Regions from separate parts of the Mus musculus genome. Here region 2 is linked to region 1. A link is a contact called in public promoter capture Hi-C data. All regions are on one chromosome and are shown on one strand. Each heading gives the region's core, a stretch centred on a gene start, on an enhancer-like site or on the middle of the called end of the contact. The rest is flanking DNA. Distances are from core to core; before and after follow the strand shown. Region 1 holds the start of Calml4 (calmodulin-like 4). Region 2 overlaps Aagab (alpha- and gamma-adaptin binding protein).

Evidence for each region. Promoter capture Hi-C pulls out the DNA fragments that hold promoters and counts their contacts.
Region 2: a promoter capture Hi-C map of cranial neural crest shows a contact between it and region 1. The contact joins the enhancer-like site here to the promoter of Calml4 in region 1. A contact is called at or near these places in 1 of 39 promoter capture datasets (cranial neural crest) and 1 of 115 datasets of contacts at active chromatin or transcription factors (memory CD8 T cells).

Annotation. Positions count from the first base shown.
Region 1 is chr9:62,856,286-62,860,260 of GRCm38.p6, forward strand. It overlaps Calml4 (calmodulin-like 4), which reads left to right and starts at 1,819. Exons shown (of 5, transcript NM_138304.2): 1 at 1,819-1,876; 2 at 1,957-1,987. The coding sequence starts at 1,874. It also overlaps the pseudogene Gm10653.
Region 2 is chr9:63,611,051-63,615,025 of GRCm38.p6, forward strand. The region is part of intron 1 of Aagab (alpha- and gamma-adaptin binding protein); the gene reads left to right. Among named protein-coding and RNA genes, the nearest start is that of Aagab, 10 kb to the left of the region's middle. Within about 2 kb of position 2,226, at least 138 of the 459 cell types and tissues checked have an H3K27ac peak or open chromatin away from gene starts, as enhancers often do. A contact at or near this core is called in memory CD8 T cells, where this site is marked.

The sequences.
Region 1 (3,975 bases), core at 569-3,068:
AGAACAAATCCTGGCACTCACTGGATCACCGAACCAGTGCATAAGCACCAAGAGATGCCTGGACTGCCGTCTGCTGGCCACAGGAGCTCTGGTCTCTGAAAGGGAAACCAAGTTCTGACATGCTTTGAGTGTTTCTCACCACACACTTGGAGAGCCTGGAGCACTCTCCAGCTCCATTAGTGATGATATAAAGAATGTTCATAAAATCTATACTAGTAAATGATTTAGGACGGTCATGCATGCGCGTACGCACACCCACACACACCCACACACCAATGGAAACAAAACCAAACAACAAAAGAAGGGAGAGTTGACAGGTGTCAGGATGCCCTTAGGGGCACATGGCTGACCCCAGTACTCAGTTACTAAAACCCAAGAAGATGCCTCACCCGCCTCTGAGCCCATCACAGAGGTAGGGTATTTGGGGGCCTCAGTTCTGTACCCACCTGTCAAAAAGTACTGCCTACCTCCCTTGCTCTTCCATGACAACTAAACTGTGTCCCCCCAGCCTTCCCCACTCCCACCATACCCACCCCCCACCAAACCTAGGCCCCCAACTATACCTACCCCTCCATACCTAGGCCCCACCATATCTTGCCTCCCCAACCATACCTACCCTCCAAATCATACCTACCCCCCACAAAGTGGGTCAGAACCTCAAGATTCTCACATCTAAAGCAGGTAAGAAGAGGTAGATGGCTCAGGAGAAAAAACAAAACCATTCCACATGGAGGTGTCAGGACCAGAGGGAGGCCATGAGTTTGTGTGCCCTCAGATGGGTTAGCAGGAGACCTTAACTCTCTTCCTCTGGCACCTGCAGCCTTTGGTAGCTCTCATTTGCTCCCTTGCTCCCTGTGTAGTACACAGGCTATGTGACCACACACAGTGACTGACAGTTGGACCAGGCTGGATTTAGCACTTTGTAGGCAAACCAGTCAAGGAGTGTGGATGAGGGAAAGGAGACTTTCAGACCAACCTGAGAACCTAGTCATGCCCAGGGCCCAGTACCAGTTCTAGGAGGCACCCTTTTTCCTGTCTCAGGGGACGGGGAGAGGAATAGAGGGCTGAGAAATTCAGAGTCAGCAGCTTATTATAATACGGGAAAGGGCGAGACGAGGAAGGGAGAGGAACTTCCTGCCTGGTCAGGTCAAACTCCAAGTTCCCTGAGCGGCTAGCTTAAGACTCAGCCCCAGCACCCAACACCATCCCCAGCCCCTAGGAAGTAGAATTGGCTGTGTATTGGCCTTTGGATTATCCTAGCAGCCCATAACGTAGCTGGTGAGGAAACTGAGGCATACAAGAGACGGACGGTCCTCAGCGTGTCCCCAGACATAGTGCATCTGCAAGGCTGTGTTTGAAGCGTCTCTGAGCACTGCTCCCTTGGATAGCTTCTTCTGGAGAGACCGTGTGTGTGTGTGTGTGTGTGTGTGTGTGTGTGTGTGTGTGTGTGTGCGCGCGCGTGCGTGTGCGCGCGTGCTATCTGGCTCCAGCAAGGAGCCCAGCTTAGCCTCGGGAGAGAGCAAAGCTTCCTAAGACAGACTCAGACCAGGACAGAGTCAGCCCCACCCGGAGCCCCCTTTCAGAAGTTAGGCTTCCAAGAAGGAACACCCAAATTGTCCAGTTGCTGCAGAGCCCCAGCCTCCGGGGGCAGGGGCCTCCAGGAGAGTCTGTAAATGGTTTCCTCACAATCACCCTTCTCAGGACGGTGGGGGCATCCACTACTCAGCCGGAATTTGACTCTCATGGCATAGAGCCCGGTCTCCGTGGCAGCGGAGGATTTATTACCAGGCCTCCGCCCAGCATGCTGGACTTTCGACTCCAAGCTGGAGTAAAGAGAACCAAACTCAGTTCCAGGAGTAAGGGGAGCCTGAGGATGGTGAGTGAGGGGCTGTGCCGGAAGGAGGTGGGAAGGGCCCCCGCTGAAGCCCCCTCTTGACTGTTCTTTCTCTGCTACAGGCCAAGTTCCTTTCCCAGGACCAAATTAATGGTAGGTTGGGTTTGTTCTTTAATTAGTAATTCGCCACAAAATGTGTGTCTCATTAGGCAATTTGCTTTGCTGGGTTTTGTTGGTAGGAAGGAAGGCCCCGAGGGGTGGACAGCTGGCCCACCCACAGGCTTGGGGCCAGGTGCTGTGGGGCAGCTGGTTATCTGTTTGGGGGTGGCCCTGAAGACCGACTAACTGACTTCCAGGGCTTGTTATATGTCAGTGTGACTTTCAAGCTGGGTCATAAAAGTGAGCTTGCTTAGTGCTCCAGAGAGCCTGGAAACGGGTCTGGGTGGGAGGCTGGTCATGGAGAAAGGTCACTAACATAGTAATTGAACCAGAGATGGGGGATGGGGCTTTGTAGTCAGTGTAGACAGGCAACAGAACTCAGGGTTACACGCTGGGGCAGGATATTTCTTTATGGACCTTAGACTGTAAAATGAGGGGCTCAGCTGGCACCTCCTGCCTAGTTCAGTGTGGGCACCTTGTTCTTGGGCTTCCCACAGAGCAGAGTTCTGTTTCCCCAAGAGCAGAAAGGCAGAATTAAGTTACACAGGACCTGGCAAACACCTGGCCAGGGATCTGGTGGCTGAGTTTCTGGCAGAGAGGCCAGAGTGCAGCACAGGCCCTTTACGGGATAACTCTCTTTTCCCTGAGGCTGAGCCCCTACACCTGCCCCAACATAGGAGGGAAACAGCCTTGGTAACCCCCTTCTCATTGCCGCTGACATGACACCTTGTCGGTGAGCTAGAACTGCAGGTACACAGGGACACGGAGCTCTGGTGCAGGACACTGTCCAGCAGGCCACAGGGGTGGCTTCTGGTTACCCCAGCAAGGATCTATCCCAGAGATGTAAATGACTAGAGTACAGTCTAGAGCAGGGAGTGACAGCGATGTGTGCCTATTGGTCCTACTCTTAGATTCCTCAACTCCCTATCCCCAAACTAAGGCCCAGAACAGAGGGGACAGTGAGGAGACTCTGCTACACAGAGCCTAGCCCACAGTTAGGGGCCAGGGGCTGGCGGACAATCCACTATGGGAGAATTTGTACTGCTCTTGCAGAAGACCTAAGTTTGGTTCCCAGTACATATACAAGAACTGATCACCATCACCTGTAACTCCATCTCCCAGGGCAAAGGAAACCTTTGGCCTCCTGGGGCACCTGTATGCGTGCATGTGCACACAATGGAAAGTAAAGTCTTTGAAGGGGGGACCTAAGCTAGAGGCCACCTGTCAGCCTCACCAGTCCCCCTACTCTGTCTGGACAACGGACTCACTGCCCCCTCGCTCCCATGGCTTTTGAAACAACTAGAAAGGAAGAAGGCGAATTCTCTTTGTATCCCAGTGTCTAACACCAAGAAGGTGGCCATGAGTGTTTAGAGTTGGAAGCCTGGACAGGGTTGGGCGAGGAATGGGGCTTTGGAAGCTCCCAGGCCAGTCACCTTTGAGTCTCAGTTTTCTTGTCTGAGAAGAGGGTCAACGATGCATCCTGATGTGTTTACCTCACTTCTACTTTACTTCAGCAAGAGTCCTTTCTCTGTGCTAACCCTGCCCTGTGCCAGCCCTTCCCCAGGTGTTAAAAACTGAGCAGGGGGCCGGAAGGTACCCCCCATTCTTGGGGTCACAATCAAGGAGAGTGAAAGACAGAATGGACAGCAGTGAATGAGGGGTGGGGCCACACTGAGAGGACTGGAGGGGTGTGTGTGTGTGTGTGTGTGTGTGTGTGTGTGTGTGTGTGAAGGAGACTGAGGATCGGGGTCCTCAGGCAAGCCAGGTATTCTGGGGATCTTGTTATCTTGGTCTAGCATAGTGAGAAAAGACTGCAGGTACTGAGGGCCCACCAAGCACTGTGATGCAGGACAGTGTCCAGCAGGCTCCAGAGGTGGCTTCTGGTGACCCAGGAAGGGATCCCAGCGTTGTAAAGGACCAGAGCTTGGACAGATGGCGGAGGGGAGGGAGAAGGCGGAAGGGGGGTTGGAGGCGGCAGCTGG
Region 2 (3,975 bases), core at 976-3,475, 760 kb after region 1:
GCCTGCAGCTGTGCCACCCTGCTGTGCTCGAAGTCCAGGCCTCCCTCAGCGGCTCCACACTGCCCCCAAAACAAAGGCGACCCGTGCCTGTGTGGGAGGCTGCATGATGGCTACTCAGGGAACTCCAGATGGGAATTTGCTGACATTTATTTGTCAGAGTGGCGTCACTGCCCTGGCATTCTGGTTTCAGCAGCTCGGGTCCTTGGCACACAGCACTGAGATCTTGTGGTGTGTGTGTGGTTTTCTTTCTCGGTTGAAGCGTCTGACAGCATGCAACCCCCAGAAGACATTCTCCCTCGCAGAGTTTTGGCCCAGTGGTTGTGCCAGTTGCAACAACAGAGGCACGGTGAGGTTTCTGAGGCCATTTTACCTGCTGGCTAATGGACACCCCGGGTCTCACGCTTTTCCCAACCACATCTCCCTGGGTTCTCCTCTTTCATATGGCTATCTTCCCCTTCGGCTGACATCAGACTCCCCTGCCTCCTGTAATTTTCCTAATTGCTTTCTCTTCTGCCTCCACAATGGAAAAGAAAGCTTTTGAGACGTCATATTTTACAAGGTGGTCAGGCTAGATGAGAAGCCGTCCCTGCGCAGCCTGACGGAGACTTTCCTCATAAGAGCTGCGTGTGGCTCCAACCGCAAAGTCAGGAGGAGCACAGAGAAAGCTGAGTTGGGACTTGGGGAATGGACATTTGTTAAAAATTAAATTTTATTTTTATGTGTATGGTGTTCTACATCTATGCACCACATTTGTGCCTGGTGCCTATGGAGACCAAAAGAGAGCATCAGACCTCATGGAACTGACGTTACACGTAATTGTGAGCCATCGTGTGAGTGTTAGGAATTGTCCTTTCGAACAATTAACAGGTTATCTTAACCACTAAGCCATCACTCTACGCCATGGGAATGAACATCCATCTCGAGCCTCCCCTGTGTTCCATCCCTGCACCTTCTTACACATTTCAGTCTTGAAGCCACAACAGGAGTTTTGTCTCTATTTGAGGTGCACTCTGGCCAGCCTCTGGATAGCCCTCACGTGCAGGGCTGTAGTGGCTCATTTCCAGTGGTCTCCTCTGCTTGCTTGGTGCTGGCTGCACAAAGGGAAGGAAGAGGCACCTTGGGGTCAGCTGGAAAGAGGAACCCGTGACCAACTGTTGTAGCCTGAGTGGGAGACACTGATGCCTGCCGGGAAGGCAGTTTCAGTTTGTAGGATAAAAACTGAGTTAAGGATGTGGCTCAGTTGGTAAAGTCCTTCTCTAGCTTGACTAGGCCCTGGGTTCCACCCCTAGCACCTCACAACGCTGATGTATGCCACATCCTGTAATCCCAGCACCTAGGAGGTGGAGGCAGGAGGATCAGACACTCAGGAAACTACATTCTCAGAACAGTGCTGGTCTCTGGAAGGATTGTCCTGATTTGCCTTGGCAAGTGTCACCTCTCTAAAGCCATGGAAAGTACGATCTGGCCATGAAATCTGTTGGTGTTAAGTAAGTGCTCTTACCACTACCACTACAGACACATGGGTAATGCCAGGTACAGCAGCACTCTGTTACCATTGGAACGCTGCTGCTGCTACTGTTGTTTTGGGCTGAAATGTCTAAGTAAAAGGAGGTCAGGTGTTTTCGTGTACGTGAGTGTGTGTGTGTGTAAACGGTTTGTGTGGTGTTTAGAGAATGCTTCCTAATGAGTGCCAAGAGGCTCACTCACCTCTCACTGATTCTGAAGTGCACCTTGCTACCTCCTCTTTCCTCTGATGGCTTGCCAGATTGGCCTGCTGTCCTAGGTGAGGGCACAAAGCCCATGCAGAAGATAGATGACAAATGTTGGGTCACTCCACTGACTGTCGTGCGTGCAACCTCTGTCACATAGCTTTAATCTTTCTTTTAAACACCAGTGGGGCTGTAGGGGAAATAAGCTCTCAAAGTGAGAAAATAAGTGGGGGTGAGGGGTAGCTGGAGACTCCCTGGCTGCAGAAGAACCGGTTCTCAAGTAGGGACTGCTGTTTGTACTTACGCTTCTAACTGGGTGGGGGTGAGGGTGGGAGGTGGATTTGCTGCGGGACCTAGAGTGACATGTTAACTTTTTACACTACAATGAACTATTTTAAGGTGTGAATCCAAGTGTGTAATAACAGACCTAGTAATCAATCACCTACTGTTTGTCTCTTAAAAAGTTAGGTATTACAGCTCCACCAGGCGGCTGCCAGCAGAGTGGATAAGAGCTGGAGGGCTGGAAGGCAGAGCTGCTCTGGGAATTTCTTTGTACACAGAAGAGCTGAGGGCGTCCACATTCAGGATAATGACAGGCAAAGAAGGGGGAGTGTTTCGGGCCGTGCAAGCATAAGCAGGCTCTCATACCACAGCACTCCTCAAATGCCGTGAGCAATTTGTGAATGGTTTCACTGTCCTGCTGGTTCAAGGGGTGGCGGTGGTCCCCTCGTTCTGCTGTTCCTGTTCAGTCCTGGGGAGACAGTGGCTCTTTAAGTCCAAGGGTGTGCTTTGGCTTGTGGTTATACCCCAGGGTGGTGAGACTGAGCCCAGGTCACAGTGCCAGCATCTCAGGGAAGCAGGAAAAGATGCACTAAGCTGGCTTTAGCTGGCTTTAGCTTTAGGCTCTGCTCCACACGTGGTCTCCCTTCTCTACACTGTATTGACAGTAGGAACTGGAATAAGGCAGTCTTCATCCTTCTCCTACTTCTTACTTGGCACAGATATGATAGCAAAGTTCATACCCAGCCTCACTGAGCAATCTTATTAGATAACACATGCCAAGCCAGAAATGTGCTGCTGAGTAGACTGGGCTCTGCAGTTGTTTGAGGAAGTTCAAAGAGTAAAACAAAACAGAACCCAGGCAGCTACTAAATCACCAGAAACTAAAATTCAGTTTGGTTTTTGGTTCTATTCCCATCTGAGTGTAACACAAAAAGAAATAAATATGCCACCCCATCTCCCGTTTGTTTTTGTTTATTTACTTATCTTAAAAAGCTTTATTAACATACAATCTGTGCAGCATACAGTTTGCCCAACTAAAGTGTACCATCCGGTGCTTCTTAGTGTGTGCAACCCCTTAGCAGATCCAGATGTTCACGGTTGCAGTTAGCATGTACTTGCAATTTAATTGATTGTATTTTGTCATTGAAGACACCGATTTGGAAAAACCATAACCCCAAATTGATTCCAGCTTTTAAGTACAGGACTCAGGAAATAGCAGCAAGCCATGGGGCTTAGTCCATTTGGTTTCTTCTTCGCCTCTTAAAAATACTGCTGTTAGTTTTCCTTCCTCTTTAAAAAACAGCCAGTTCGTTATTTTAAATTAGCCAAGAATGAGGGCTCATTTCATGTTGGCTCCTCCTACCCTTCCCAAGCCCGTCTGTGTTTTGTGACCTCACCTGGCTTGGGCTGCCTTCCTCCCAGTGCTACGGACAAGATGGGGTCTGTGCTGGCTGGGTGATTCAAGGCTACTGTTAGCTTGGAGCATTAGTTCAGACTGTGAGGTGGACTTTGGTCTAGGAATTGGTTTTATTGTTTGCTTATTTTCTCTGTGAGAAATTGATGTGAAGACAAAGCCTTAGATTTTAATAGCTCCTCTGTCCTGCTGCGCGCCCACCTGGGCTGTCATGGTGTGAGGAACATTGTATGTAGCTGGCTGCTATGGAGTTAGCACTAAATAAAGCGTTGTAACTGAAAGTGGAAGTGAGGCAGGATTGCCAATTTGTTAAAGAGGTCAAAGGTCAGTTTCAGACATGGGCACAGATCTGTTCCTTTAAGAGAAATGACTGACGCTTGGGCAAAAATGTAAGGCAGGGGTTGGAGAGATGGCTCAGTATGTAAAGTTCTTGCTGGACATACAAGGATTTCAAAGACCAGCACCCACTGCTGGGTGTGGCCACACAAGAGGGAGGCATGGCTTTAGGCATGGTTGCAGGTGCACTCATAACCTCAGGAGAGTCACAGGGGCCTCCTGGACACCAGCATA